2 separate regions of the Pan troglodytes genome follow, and region 2 is linked to region 1. The links are chromatin contacts, called in public Hi-C maps. All regions are on one chromosome and are shown on one strand. Each heading gives the region's core, a stretch centred on a gene start, on an enhancer-like site or on the middle of the called end of the contact. The rest is flanking DNA. Distances are from core to core; before and after follow the strand shown.

What was found. Hi-C and Micro-C count contacts between places; a contact is called where the count stands out from the background.
Region 2: a contact with region 1 is called in a Hi-C map of stem cell-derived neural progenitor cells, with 4 times the contacts expected there. The contact joins two enhancer-like sites. A contact is called at or near these places in 3 of 7 Hi-C or Micro-C datasets (blood, induced pluripotent stem cells and stem cell-derived neural progenitor cells) and 1 of 1 other capture datasets (stem cell-derived neural stem cells).

Annotation. Positions count from the first base shown.
Region 1 is chr9:127,290,797-127,298,536 of NHGRI_mPanTro3-v2.0_pri, reverse strand. It overlaps PKNOX2 (PBX/knotted 1 homeobox 2), which reads right to left. Exons shown (of 17, transcript XM_054661696.2): 8 at 2,561-2,669. The coding sequence starts at 2,647. Among named protein-coding and RNA genes, the nearest start is that of FEZ1, 140 kb to the left of the region's middle. Within about 2 kb of position 5,591, at least 6 of the 24 cell types and tissues checked have an H3K27ac peak or open chromatin away from gene starts, as enhancers often do. A contact at or near this core is called in stem cell-derived neural progenitor cells and stem cell-derived neural stem cells, where this site is marked.
Region 2 is chr9:127,344,383-127,351,809 of NHGRI_mPanTro3-v2.0_pri, reverse strand. All of the region lies in intron 11 of PKNOX2 (PBX/knotted 1 homeobox 2), which reads right to left. Among named protein-coding and RNA genes, the nearest start is that of FEZ1, 91 kb to the left of the region's middle. Within about 2 kb of position 5,124, at least 4 of the 24 cell types and tissues checked have an H3K27ac peak or open chromatin away from gene starts, as enhancers often do. A contact at or near this core is called in stem cell-derived neural progenitor cells and stem cell-derived neural stem cells, where this site is marked.

The sequences.
Region 1 (7,740 bases), core at 4,342-6,841:
TCCCCCAGCTCCCCCATCCCTCCCACTCCACCCCTGCCCTAGCTCCTTTCCCTTAGCCCCACATCCTGCTCAGTTTCCTTGGGAACCAGCTCAGCTTGGGGAAGGCCAATGGCAATTTGGGCATAGCCTAGTGCCTTCGTCAAGGCCGTAAAGACCCTGACATCTTGACCTGGTCAGTTCACCATGGACACTGATGCTTCTCATCAGACATTTCACTCATGGATTGCCAGGGTTACAAATAGATGGCAGCTTCCCCAGGGCAAATTATTCCTTTGCTCTAAATGTGAAGATTTTAAATGGTGACATTCTGGCGGATCCTCAGAGAGGAGAGCCTTCGGGCAGTGCCTGTGTCTGGCTTCTGTCTGAGACCTTAGATATGGAAGTGGAGACTCCCTTCTTCCTCACAAAGGCTAGAGCAGCTCAGTGGTGACTTCTGGGGGGCTGAGCACCTTAGGGCTGCAGCCCACCTCCATCCATCCCTTGATAGCTGGGATTTATTAATCCAGCTGTATGCTGATCATTAAATTAGGCTTCTGGATCAGCATTCAACACAGGCCCTTGCTGCAGCTCTCCGGCTAATCCCTGCCAAACCAAAACTTCTCCCAGCTCCCCAGGCAGTCAAAACAGGGAGGGGTGGGTGAGAGGGAAGCGGCCTTCATCAGTCATGCCAACACAGTGTTCTCTGACCTCTCAGCCCTGCCCTGGTCTATCCTTGAGCCTTGGGTATGGAGGTGTGGGCCTTGGCAGCTACCACCTGCTAAATACAGGAAGGGTCTCCATCTCTGTTCCCCATTCTTCTGGAGAGAGAATCCAGTCACAAAACAAGTGGAGCCCACGTTCCCACCGCTTAATCGATATGTGGGCATCGATGTGTGCTGGCTGAGTGGAATGGGAATGGGTCTGCTGCTATCAAAGAAGGATGATCTTGCCCCTATTCTGGCCCCTAGCTTCTTCTCTCACTTCTTTCTTGGGAGGCAAAAGGTTCCCATCAGTTGAGGGCTCCTTCTGAACTTTGTCTCGGGAGCTGAAACTACAGAGGGAAGGGACTTGACATAGTGTTGGATGCCTGGAAGCTTTCAAATACAAGAGCCATGTAAAGGCCAAGTTCAACCCTGTGGCTTATTCATGGAAGCTACTGGCATGAGCAGAGGGCTCGCTGAGGATGGGGTTAGGCTGGGAGAGCTGGGGAAGTAATATGATTTGATATGTGGGAGCGGGGCCGTAGACACGTGCTCAGAGATTGGTGAAGGACCAGGGCTTTTGGACCTTCAAGGGCAGAGCAAAGGTGTTCCATATGCTGGGTACGCTAGAAAGAAGCCCCACAGCATCTGGTAATCTCCCAGAGGATGACAATGATGTATAAAGCAGCTACTATATGCTCCCACTAGGCTGGAGGCATCAGGGCCATAGTGAGCACAAGCCTGGCATCTGCATCTTAAGACCCCTTTCATGCTGCACAAATCTTCCGTGTGGCCCATGAGAACCACTGTGTTTGAAAATGCCAATGAGTGAGGGATGGCAGAGGAGGGCAGAGAGTGGCTGCTGGAGGAGTGCAGATGGTAGCCTGCCCACAGCACCCAGCGGGCACCTGCTGCACATGGGCGAATTTGTGGATGGACATTCTAGCTGGGTGCATTTCACATCACAGGTGCCCAATAAATAATTATTGAATTCACATTGACAGGAGAGTGTGAAGGGAAGGGTCGGAGAATGAAGGCTTCTGTGAAAGCACAGACACAAAACTCGAAGTTTCCAAAGAACCAAGGGTGGACAAGAGGAGCACCTGGGGGAAGCAAAAAGGAAAAGCGGCTGGTCTAGAGGATGTAGGAGGGCAGCCCCCACAAGCTGGGCAGGCTTCCAGGAGGAGAAGGGCAGGCAGCATGAAGACAGCCAGAAGGCACTGCTGAGGAGGGGCATGTTGCAGGAGAGGCAATCGGGGTGGGGAGCGCAGAAGATCTTGGGGGGCGGCTGTGTCTGATCTGAGGGATGGAAGCTGGGGACCAGAAGGAAAGGGTTGCGGGGTGTACAGAAAGAATCTTGGCTTTTTAAAAGTAGAAGCCCAGAAGAGTTCTGAAGAGAACAGAGATTCTCCCGACAGGCAGGCAGAGGAGGACAAAAGGGCCCAAGTGACCCGAGAATGGGGGGCCTGGCACTCAGAAACCTCTGAGTGTGAAGTTTCTCAAACACTCAGAGGGCGGTTCCGCTCACATCTGGTACCTGGGTCTCCCCCACTGTGGATTTTGCCCCAGTCACAGCAAAGGGGCTTGGCTGCGCTTGTCTGCTGTCTGATGGATGGGGTGGAGGACAGGACTGTGACCACTAATCTAGCTTCCAGTCCTAGGTCCTGGGGTCTGAACCTGGTGACTGCCCTCGGGGTCTGTGTTTGCAGGGCTCTCGCTCCCCAGGCTGACGGGAAAGAGCCCGGAGTGCCACCAGGACGTGATTGCGGGAGGCCTGGCTCAGCCCGTCGGCCCCTGGAATGTCCCAGCCTGCAGCTGGGGCTCTAAGGCCACCACACTCCCTCCCCCGTGGTGGGAGGCAGCGGCCCCTGCGCACTCACCTGTGGGCTGTCCTGGTAGGGTGGGGGCGGGACATTCTGCGTGGCCATCATCGTCAGAGCGGGGGCTGGGGAGGCATGTTGCATCATGGGATTGATTCACATGGAGGACCTGTGGGCAGGAGAAAGGGGGCCGCACCGTTAACACCGCTGAGCAGGCCCGCCCTGGGCACCCAGCAGCTCCCTGTGTCCCCCGCTGGGCCACCTGGGCCGGCTGGATGCAGCAAGGGTTGCACGCCCTTCAGGGCAACAAATGAGAGCTAAGGAAGAGGTCTGGGTGGGGAGGGTCTTGCTGTGCTATTTTGACTTGAAAGAAACAATATTCAAATCATATGTAAAACAACCGGTACCCCTGCAGCGGCGCTTTGTTCAGCATCAGCTCCGGCCTCTTGTACGTGTGGGGAGGGGGCACGAAGAGGGAGGGGGCCTGCCTGGTAGCAGCACCGGGGGACTGGAGGCCATTTGGATACCCCTCCTTCCCCAGGAGGACCCTGAGTTCCAGCCTGATAAGGGTGCTCCTGGCCCCGCTGTTTCCCAGGCTTTCTGGAGCAGCCACAGCGCGCACAGGGGCAGGAGGGCCTCAGGCCAGCTACGGGATTCCAGGGTCCCCAAGCACCAAGCTCGCCCCTCCCCAGGGCTCACCCGTCCTCAGACTGTGAGACGGAGGACGGCCTGGACCCGTCCTCAGACTGTAGCCCCAGGGTGGCTGCCTGGAGGCCTTGGGGAAGGGAAAGAGGCAGGGAATGCCGGTCTACTCCTGTACTTTCCCAGGCTCGGGCTTGTGACTATGGGCGTGTCCACAGATGTGCCTGCATATCCTATTAAGGAGGACTTTCCTCAGTCTTGGTTCAGTACGGTCACCGGAATGTGGGGATACCAGAAGAGCTATCAGAGCCAAATGGGCTACCTGCCTCTTTGGCTGGTAGAAGACAGAGGCCAAGGGTGACTTGTGTATGGGAGGGCGGGGGTTGGGGGACTTGTTAGTGAAGCTGGGATGGAAGCAGCACCTCCAGATTCCCAGCTCTGGGTCTGCTCCACTGTTGCCCCCATCATTTCCCCATCACCAGTAAGCAGGCGAGCTGCCCCCATGAAGCCTCAAGATTTCCTCTTGAAGTAGGATGTGGTGCCATAAGTGGAGACAGCCCGGCTGTGCCACCCAAGGAAACAGAATGTCCAGAGAGCTGTTGTGCTACAGTAGATGCTCTGAAATATTTAGATCTAGAAGCCACAGGCTAGTTGCCTGATACAGGGCTGTCCACTGTAGGGTAGGAGGTTGCTAAGAGCCTCTGTGGAGTGCAGGACGTGTCCTTCTCCTGGGTGGAGGGCACTGTTGGTGTAGAAACCTTTGTGAGCACAGCACTCACACCCTCCGTCCCCTCTCCCTGAGGCACCTGGGGCTTCATCCTCTTCCAGCTGGGCCCTTCCCAGGGTCTTCCAAAATGTTCACAGACCTGAATTCTGTGGGAATTTGAGAGTGCTTTGGAGCTGCTGTCATCTAAAGGGGCTGGCCTCCAGGGCCGTGTGTGTGTGTGTGTGTGTGTGTGTGTGTGTGTGTGTGTGTGATTCTTTTGGTTCTTTTTCAGGAAGTGGAAGTAAGATCTACTCTGACCTGACCTGAGTCTCCAAGATACCAAGTATGCTTTGACCTTCTGCAAAAAGCACTGGAAAGGCCTGTTTCACTCAATAGATGTCTACCAACTACCAACTCTGTGCAGAGAACAGTGTGAGGAGTGTGGTGGGACAGATGAATGAGGCATGGCTAGGAGAGGGAGGTCATGGTCCTAAAGGAAGAAAGAAAATGAGGTGGAGGTGGGTGGAGAATGCACAGGGAGGGATGGCTCCCCCGGTGCTAAAAATGCCGACTTCAGGCCGGTTCCGTCGGCCTCACCGCCTGTCACTCGCCCCCGCCTGGCCTCCTTCAGAAGACGGACTACCAGGATATCTTCACAACAGCATGCAGGGCCTCGCCCATCTCACACACCGCTGGTCCCTGAGATCCAATTTCCTTTTGCAAAGGGATGCAGGAGGGGGCTTTGGGGGAGCCTCTCTCTTCAGGCAGGGGAACCAAGGCCTCTGTTCACAGCTGGATCTTTGTCTGGGTGGTGGTCAGCATCCCAGAGAGCCAAGAGCAGAGTGAGGGTTGCAGAGGGAAAAAGGTGGGGGTGGGGTAAGATATAGACTTTTTGAGACATCAGAAGGAACTTCCAGAATTAAGACTTTTGAGATATTAAAGTGGGTGGAATTTCTCTTTTTTGGACCCTGACAAAATAAAGGAAATAGGAATGTTTCAGGGGCCTATTAAACATAGCCTTCCCTGGAACTCTGGCAGAGAAGGCAACTTTGGATAGGGCCCAAGGGCCAGGATGGTGGGATCTCTTCCCGGGAGCATCGATCACAGGTGCTCATCCGCCAGGAAAAAAGTGAAGGGCCATAGCACCGTAGTGCCTGCAGCCTCCAGAAGAGGGAGCCTGGGGGCAGAGTCAGGGTGGGAGCCGCCTCAGGAAGGAGGGCTTTCTCCCCCTCTTAGGGGCAACTAGTTCTCTTTAACCTCGGGCTTGGGTCTTTTGGTAACCTCATTCCATGGATTAGAAAGTCATAATGAAGGCAAAACAAAGGAAGCTCAACGAGGAGGGCATAGGCTACAGAGAGGCGCCTTTCATTCACATTCTTTTGTTCACTGTCCAGTGAATGGAAGGCAGGGTCATTTTAGAGGCGCTGTCCCCAGAAATATTTGTAGCAGCAGGAGGGCTGCCCTGTGTGGGGGTAAGGAGGGGTGGTTAAGAGTAGTCTGTGCCCAGAGACAACCACCCATGAGGCTGAGACTGTTCAGTCCTGAGCCCACCAGGCTGCGGAGCAGGGCCAGACCCGCGTCGAAAGAAGACACAGGAACAATATTCTGAGGACCCAGATGGCCCTGGCCCCTCCCCCTCCTTGGGGTCACCACAGGCCACTAGGCCACTGCCCCATTACCCTCTGGGGGCTTCTCCTGCAAGAGAACAGGAGGCCTTTTCATTAGAGGCTTAAGTTTCCTTCTCTGCTTGCTCAGGCACAGAAGCCTCCGGCAACTTGACACTCCGGGAGCTCAGCTGCTGGAGACCCTGCACCCATGTCCGGAAACTGGCTCTTTTCCTCACACCTCTCCACCCACACATGCACTTCCCCGGTTCCTGAGGGGCCACGTGCAACCATCCTGGAGAGGAATTTGGGGATCTGACTCGCCTTATCTGTGACTTGGCTGGGACTTTGCAGTGGGGTGTGGGGGAACTCTTTGAGCCACAGCGGGGGTCCTGGCCCTTTGGGGGAAGCCTGCCCTTTTTGCATTTTCTTTGGGAGAGGGAGGGGAGCAGCAGGCCTGAGCCCCTGCAAACCTAGCCCCGGGCTTCAGAGCTTTTGTCACGGATTCTGAGAGGCTGCTTGGCCCTGTCCAGAGGCCCCAGTGCTCTGTCACCAGACACCTGGGCATTCAAGGGGGCACAGTCAAGACTGCAAGTGAAGGACAGATGAGGAACATCTCCCATGGAGAGGTTTCCCATCGCGAACAGGCTCACAGGGAAATGTTGCTTTTTAATTTGTTTTGTTTTGTTCAGTGCTGAAAACCTTTATGATATGACATCTAGGAGGGAAAAATTCTAATGCAACACTTGACCCCACAATGACATCCAAGAAGAAATCATTTGTGTCTCTGATATCATCAGAAGAAACTAAAATGCCATTTTAGAGAGCCCAGGAGCCACCGAGGCAGGATCAGTGGACGCAAAGTCATAAAAGGACACCCCTTTAGGAAATGGGATGGGCAGTCCTGGGCACCCACCTCCCTCAGCCTCCTCAACCCATGCCCCCCACAGCCCTGCACCACCAGGTCTGCAGTCTGGAGCCCCAAATCCAGTGTGTTGACAAACAGGCTCAGAAAAAAAATACCAAGCTCATTAGGAAGGAGCTCATTAGGACTTGTTGACATGAAACCCATTAGACCAATTAACATTCCATTAACGGCCTGGGTCACAAAGGGGTTAATGCTGCCAGGCAGTAATTGGGCCAGTGTGCCGGGGTTGGGGGCTCAGGGCCTTAAGGATGAGACACAAAGTCTAATTGGGAACTCTCTGGCCAGCTGGCCTGACAGCATTTGTTCCTGGCCCCTGACCCTAGCTGAGACAAATTGATGGGGGATAGGGAAAGTAGGGCCAGCTCGCTTGGCCCCTCACTGTCCCACCCACCTGCCCCAAACTGGAGACAGGGCCCATGGCTGGCACAAGGACAAGGGTGAGGGGACACTCCCACCCTCCTGGACTCTGACAGTCCTGTTTTCTTCCTTCACGCCATTCCCCCCACTCCCTCTGGTCAAGTTTCTTTCTCAGCCCCGGGGAAGTGGGTCCCTTCTCTCCAGGAATTGCTTTGCAGTGATGTTACCCTCTTAGAAGAACTCTTTGGAGAAGCTAGAATCCTTCAGGCCCAGAGCCCCGTTCATCTGAAGAGTGCTGGAGTTCAGAGAGAGGGATGGAGGGGATGGTGGCCCTGGGTCTGCCTGCCTTCTGGCCCCTGACCTCCTCCCCTCCTTCCTCCCTTCCTTCCCCCCTTCCATCCTCCTTTCCTTCCTCCCTTCCTGTCCCTTCTTCCCTCCCTCCCTTCTTCCCTCCCTCCTTTCTTCCCTCCCTCCTTCCTTCCTTCCTCCCTTCCTTCCATAGCAGCCAAGAGGCACTCATGAGGGCCCCTAGGAATGCTTCTTGTCTGTCCTCCGACACATACAAGCAGCATGCTCATGATTTTCCTTCCCTTGAGACAAGTAGGGGCTGTGGAAGTCCCATCCTCTGTCTGGGTCTCAATTTCCCCATCTGTAAACTTTGGGATTGGATGAGGGAATTCACAGGGCCACCCCTCAGTTCTCAGTTCCCATGATCTAAGCCTGGCCTTGGGGTAAAAAAAATTCTGGATTCCACATCCAGTAGAATCTACCACTTATTCTGTAACCTGTACAAGTCACTTTCCCTCTCGGACTGCAGAATGAAGGGATTTCCCCAGAACATTCGGGAAGCCTTTGCCCAGGATTTGCACTGCACACATGCTTGTTGAATGGAACGGAAAGGGTTGGATTGTAGCTTCTTTCTAAAGGCCAGCCAGCACCCGACTTCTCTTCCTCCCATCTAGTTGGAGAGTGGGAAGGAGGCCCCTGAGGTCAGTGAGCCAGG
Region 2 (7,427 bases), core at 3,875-6,374, 54 kb before region 1:
GCATCCCGGAGGTCTGGGGAAATGATATTCATCCCTTACATCTGTAAACATGAGCTGCTTCACAAACCTGCCTTGAGTGTGCTTTTTTTTTTTTTTTTTTTTTTTTTTTTTTTTTTTAAGACATAGATTCTCAGGGCCACTGGGTCAAGACCCTCACCCATCATCTAGCAATCTATATTTCTAAAAACCTCCTTGTGATGGTCCCAAAGATCGTACACACTGAGTATGAGAGAGCATTCTTTCATCACGCTGCTCCATTTTAATGTCACCATCACCCCATGGGGTCAGCAGGACTGTCCTATTTGCCTGAAGAGAGATTGAGGTCCAGAGAGGATGGAAGTGACTTCCCAGAGTCAAATAACTGTGCCTCCAGCCTAAGGCCTCTGGCTCTGAGTGTAGGACGAGTGCTCACAGAGAGAGCATATGTGCTTTGGGGTCAGACAGGCTCCAATGCAAGCACAGTGCCTGGCACATTTAGCCATCCAATAATTTATTTCCCACTTCCCTTGGCTAAGGTCACTCAACTAGGGAGTCGCACAGTTGGGATTTAAAAATCTGTCCTAGAAGCCTTCGAGCCACTTGAGTTCTTTACGTAGCAATGGAAGGGGTTCAGCTGGGGTTGCGCACGCAGGCAGAGTTGTGCAAACCTTGCTACATGTCTCCCTGTCTGAGATGTTCCTGGGCAATGGTCGAGTCCCAGGATCCTAAGCATCGTCTCTGACTAGCCCCACAACTCCTCTTGGCTGCGATTTCCAGTCGAGGCTTAGTCTCTAGAGTCGTAGAATGGAGACAAGGGGGGTCTGACTCTCTTTTCTGAGGAAGGAACTTCCAGAGCAGCAGTGGAAACCCCGTGGGGAGCACATGTTGGCTAAGCACACAGTATTATTAGCTTTTTGACAGCTTCCCCTCAGGGCTTATCAGACTCCAAACCCAGGTAGATGCCACTGTGTCTAGACACAAACAGAGTTGCTCCCCTCTAGGCTCCTTAGCACCCAGATGGAAGTGAGAAGAGTGTTTGGTACGGTTCTAGTTACTTTTTTCAGCACCCAGAGCCTCACATCCCTGCTGGAATTATCCAGGAACCTGGGGATGAGAGCTGGTTATCCGGCCCAAGAATTCTGTTTGTTTTGTTCCACTAGGAAGACAGCCGTGGTGTCCCCAAGCCTCTGGAAACTGCCTGAAGCCTGGGAATCAGATGAAAACCAACAGGCCGGGCTCCATGGGCACCCCTGGAAGCGGCCCCACTCCTGTTCCTTGTGTGCTGTTGATTGAGACTCAGAAGCAAGAGCCTCTCAGGAGGGGCAGAGCAAGGCAGGGCTTTGGGTTTGGAATGGCAGAGAACTGGTGCCTCCCGAGCACCATCCTCTCGGCCAGCTGCAACACCCTGGAACTGCGACCGCCACTCATTCTTCACAGACCTCAGTGGTCACCAGGGGACTTTTACTCCAAATTGCATTTGGAACAGCAGAAAGATGACTTGTTCCAAAGGAAGGCCTTACTAAGAAACGATGAGAAGCTGTGGAATGACTTTTGGAAGTGGGGGGTGCAGGGGCCCACATGAATGCACAGCGGTCTCACGTCAGCCCAGGAAGAGCTGTCTGTCCCTGTGAGCCACCATGCTTCATTGTTAATAGGGAAAGGGCTTGAGCTGCCCTGGGAGACTCAAGGAAGACTTCATTTCCACTCAAGGAAGGAATTCCTGGAAGAAACCAGAATGGGACAAAGACATGAAGGAGTGAAGGAGATAAATGACAGAAAAGTTTCTGTTTAAGCTGTTTTGAAATAGATGGAATTTTTATCTTACTTGGATGCCTGTGAAACAGGGGAATGAACGGGAGGGCCTGGCAAAGATCCTTCCAGCTGAGGATTGTAAAAGAGCCCATGCCATTTCCTAAGGATTGTGTGGGAGGGTGAGTGACGGTGAGTCGGTGGCCGGAGTGGGGTGCAGTGTGTAGCCAGCCCCAGCCACCTGCCATCCTCCCCCTGGCCACTAGAGGTCTCTGCTGATCCACTGGCTCAGACCACACTCACCAAAGCCTCCCAGAAGGCCCGTGCTGGTGGCTCCCCTGCCTGGGCTGGGGGCGGGTGGGGGTCGGTTCTGAATGTCTCCTTTCTGCTGGAAAGCTTGTCCTGACCTCCCCAGGGCACAGCCGCGGCCCGTCCTCTGGACTCTTCAAAGCCTCCCATCTGCCTTACATACTGGACACAACAGAATGGTTCTCTCGAATGCAGGCGTCGTCTTTCCCTAGCTTGGTGGCAGGCTTTTTGAGGGAAAGAGGGGTCTTTCTCTGAATTCCCCGAAACTGCTTAGCGCAATGTTAAGTGCGTGGTACATGCTAGATACATGTGTGGTCTGACTTTGGCCTAAGGCTGTGGGTGTATTCCTGTGTGTGGTGTGGTGTGGTGTGTGTGTGTGTGTGTGATGTGTGTGTTTGTGTGTGTGCCCGCGCAAATGTGCCTTAGGAGGGTGGAGAGGTTGTCCCTGTCCCCAGACACCCCTTCCCGGCAGCATCCCTCCGTTCTGGCAGAGCCAGGGCCCTGTCTCAGACCAAGAAAAGCCAGATTCCCAAACTCGGGAAAGCCAAGCACATGTAAACAAGCCGCCTAATCCTGTTCTTGTTCCACTGCTGTTGGGGGCCTTGGTCTCAAGGGAAAGGCAGTTCTGGCCTGTGGGGACAAGCAGCAGCTGCTGCTCTTAAGGAACATTCCTTCTCAGGCGGGAGAAGCACTCAGGTTTCACTAGCCTGGCGGCAAAGGCCACCCTCTGGTCTCTGGGCTCCACGGCTGCAGGGCTGGGGGTGAGGAACCGGCAGAAGAGACAGCTTTAATGCCTGTGACAGGCAGTGTGGCTCATTTTATTCCACTTCAGTCTAGGGATGCCCCCTGTCCATCTAAGTAGTGATCTTTCCAGGGCAGATCGCCCCCTACCCCAGCCCCATCCAGTCTTCTCCCTGGTCCTGTCCTCAGGATGCTTAGCCACTGGGCAGAACCTCTGGGGTCCTGTGAGGTGATGGCCCCCTACCCCTTCGGCCCCCTGCCAATCTGGAAAATCCAAAATTCCTTAGAGGTCAATAGGCAAGTGCCACCCTTCCCAGGTGGGGATGCATTGATTAGCCCCCTTCCTATTCTGCTGGGGAGGCGCAGAGCTGCAGAGTCGCATCTGGCAGCTGGGCCTAGCATCTCAGAATGTCCTCAACTCTGTACCTCTCATTTCCCTACTTCCAGTCTACTAGCAAATCCAAATTCTTGGTTCGTAGCAATTGGCTTCTTCCTCTGTAGTCCCTAACCCCCTGACCAATAGCTAGGTAGGGTCATCCGTCCCCACCCAGGTCCCAGGACCCCTGATTCTTCTCCCCATGTGTCACAAAAACATATCCCCATGTAGCAAGAAGAACATGGGCTCTGGAGTAGCCCATCCCGGACTCCAGCACTTGCTAGGTGTGTGACTTTGAGCCAAGGTCTTCACTTCTCTCAGCTTCTCTTTTCTTGGATGTAAAATGGAGAAAATCATGTGTACCTTGCAGCCTCTCATGAAGAGTAAATTAGATAATCTGTGGAAAGCACCTAGTACACACCATGTTTGAGACAGAGGGGAGCTCAATAAATGTTCACCGTCTCCCCTCCTTCTGCCAGCTCTTCTTGGACCAATACAAGATGTGGCTGCTCAACTGATTTGTCTCCAGCGTGTCTCCAGCCCTGACCCTGTTGCCTACATTCTCCACTACCTTTAAAGTCTTTAGCAGTCGGCCACCACTATCAGCCCCAAAACAGAACTCCCACACATTTGGCTTCAAGGTACTCCATCATTACACTTGGAGACCTGGGACTGTGTCGCATCCATTTTTTATATCCCCAGAACTCAGTAGGCTCCAGAGGTGCCTGAATGGATGCAGGATGCGTGAATGAATGAGCCCCCTTCACCCCATCTCCTCTCTAGGGATTCTGATTGGCTCTCTCTGTTTCTCGCCTTCTTTCAGACTTCTTGCTACATTGGAAACACTCACCTTTATAAAGGTTGCCAAATAGGCTACCATCTCTCACCAAGCCTGCCTGAAATGCCACCTCCCTGAGGAAGCCCTCCCAAGGCCAATGAATCTGTAACTTCTCCAATCACAATGGGCAAAATCCTCCTGTTGGCCTCTCCACTCTGTACTGAGGTTTGTTTATCCTATTGTGGAGCAGGAACAAACTGGCCATGAAGGTGTGAGAGCTGGGTCTGGGACTTGGTCCCCCTCTGAGGAACGATGAAGGATGCTGAGTTGAGACTGGGGCAACCTCAAGCCACACATGTGGATCACCCAATCCAGAATCCCTGCCTGCAGCTCCTCTCCCCATCTCTTTGGCTGCTCCTTTCCTCTATACCCTTGACCCTGAGCATTTCACGGCTGACATGATTTATCTAGATCCTCATTGTGACTCATGGCTCTCTCTCCCTGAGACTCGGAGCTCCTCTAGGACAATGGCTTGTGTCTGTTCTCACAGGACCGAGCACAGAACGTACAGTGAGTGCCCCCCAAACGCTTGGCAATTGAATGAGAACCATGATTCAATCCAATTTGCCTGGAATAGAGCTGAGGCTTAAATCTCCACAGAGAAAAAAGGATGAATTTCAGGTCAAACTAATACTTGAGTGAGGTGTCTCTCTAGTGGAATGGTTCTATTTGCGCCCTCTAGGAAGGACAGGAGAACCCAGAGTAGGGTCTAGAACCAGTCTCCTTACAGAGGATGCTGCCCCCACAAGAAGCCTGGGCTCTGAGGAGTAGGAAGCCTGGGTGTCATTGGGTGCCTGCAGCACAGGATGGGTTCCTAGGGAGGGGGAAAATCTAGCTGTGGCCCAGGTCTTTGAAAGTCTGCTTTAGTCCCCTGCTTGGTAGAACAGTCTCCCTTACTTCCCATCTCCACTTTGTCCAGCAGAGAAGACTCACACAGAGAAATCGAAGGCCGAGCAGGAAAACGCTCAACCCATCGATCTGGATGGAGGACACGGCATAGCATCTGGGAGTGGGGGTACCAAGTTGAAAACAAAAATGTCTCCCGCTTTGCAACACAAGGCTGGATGATTAGCACACAGGGAAAACCATGAGCCAGCAGTTTGCAACAAAGCTGGCAGGCGGCTGGAATGTTGATCCAGAGGATCATGTTCCAGAGGGGAGACACCCCTCCCCAGGCCAGGCTGGTGCTCAGTGAGGCTATTTCAGGCCGGGGGGATTAAGGGTGAACCATGACGAATGCATGTGCCCGCGTGTGCACACACATACACACACACACACTCACAAGCTCCTTTTCTCTCTCTCATACAGGCTCCTGTGTCTTGAACCCAAGACCTGCCTCCTGCACTGAAAGTCTCTGGTCCCCGATTCTTAGCAGCCCTGGGCCTCTCCTTCCTGGGAGAGCCCATGCAAACCCTGCCCCTACCTTAGTGCAACAATGACAGGGGCCTGTCCTGGGAAGGCTTAAGAGATGTGTGAGTGTGCAGGTGGGCCGAGGGATGGCCAGAGAAGGCAGGAGAGCAGGTTAGGAAGCTCCTGCCATAGCCTATGTGTAATTACCGTATTTACCCCCGAAGCCTGAGCAAAGCAGGCAGTGGCAGTCAGAGAAAATGCAGGGACAAGTTTGAGTAACACAATAGGAGCAGCACATAGCACATCCTCCTGACTTTCCCGCCTCCTTGTACCCTGGCTGCGCACTGAGCCACATGCATTGTCCTTTCACTTGCTGTCACTCTTGCTGCCGTTCCTCTCTCCGTCTGTCCTTCTGCCCCGTCGTTCTCAGTATCGTCTCCCTTTTCCTGGGTTTGTGTGCCTCCCTGTCTCTCTCTGTTGCTCTTTTCCTCCAATTCTTCAGCCTGTCTCTGCCTCCCTCCTGAATGTTGACCCTGCATATTTGGCTTTCTTTCCCTTTATTTTTCTTCCTATTTCTCCTTTCCTCCTTTGGCTTCCCCTTGCCCCTGCCCCCCCAACTTTCTTTCTCTCATTCCATTATTTCTTTCAATAAATACTTCCCGGCCATCTTTCTTGCACAAGACCTTGTGGTAGCCACTGCTGGGGTCACAGGGAGAGTACACTAGGACTCTGAAGAGATGAGTCTATTTCAAGAGACTATCAGCAGGCAGAGGCTGGAAATGGCTGTTTTTGGCCTGTAATAAGGTGATTTGGTGATTTCAAACATGTAAAATACTGTCTCTGCTCAAAAAGTGTTATCTAGGATAGGAAAATGAGATGAACACAGGGATCTATAATATAAAGTCACAGTGACTTTTGCCATATCGATGGCTCAGCAAGCTCCACCAGTTAGTGGAGTGCAGGAAGCGTCCATTCTGGATGGGGCATCAGGGAGTCCTCCTGAGTGAGCAGCCTTGTTCCTACCCTTGGGGAAGAAGCTGGGTTTGCTTGTGCAGAGATGATGGGGTTGTGGGGGAGGTGTCACCCGAACAGACAGGCATGGAGTGATGGTTACAGTACCTTGAACAGTCAGATTGGCCCACCCAGGAAGGCTGAAGCCAGACCTAGGAGGGCCTTGAATGTCAGGTGGACAGATGTGAAAGCCCTCCCTTCCACCCCCAGGGGCATGGCAAGCAGGGTTTCTGAGCAGGCGAATGACATGAGCAAAGTTAGAAAGATGAATCCAGCAGCAGAAGCTTAAGAGATGCATGAGTGTGCAGGTGGGCTGAGGGATGGCCAGAGAAGGCAGGAGAGCAGGTTAGGAAGCTCCTGTCATAGCCTATGTGTAATCACCGTATTTACCCCCGAAGCCAGAACAAAGCAGGTGGTGGCAGTCAGAGAAAATGCAGGGACAAGTTTGAGTAATACCAAGTAGGAATACCTCACTAGTGTCTTTTCTCTTTCTCAGTGCCTCGCTTGCATCACCCCCTCCCCCACACCTACCACCCAATTGTCTGATTCCTCTTTCCCAGCTGATCAATGGCCTTTCTGCAGTGGCTACCCCAGGGCCAGCTTCACTTCCAGGCAGAGATCTGATGCTTCCAGTGATAGGAATCAAAATTCTTCTCTCTTTCCTCAAAGCTCAGAAGGCTGAGTGCCGGGATTCTCCAGGGGGACTGATTTTTGCAGGTGGCAGCATCTCTGAGACCTTAACCATCCAGAGTCCGCGTTATCCTTTTCTGCAAATCCCACTTCTCCAGTGACCGACTGGTTTCTGCCAACCAACTTGTCAGTCTCAGACCTCCAACCCTGAGGGGGCTGAGGTGGCTGCTAAGCCCTCTGCCCCTCCTTCCTTCCCCGCCTACCCTGGTGCACCCCCAGCTCCAGAGCTCGAGGTGGAGTTGGAGGGCCCAGGAGGGGAAATCCAGTGCCTCTCCAAGGACCTGATTATTTCCAAAGACTTGTGCTAATTTTCTGATATGATCCTCACATCTCTGTGAGGCACTAAATCCTCATTACTTTTCCTGACCGATGCATTCTAATTAG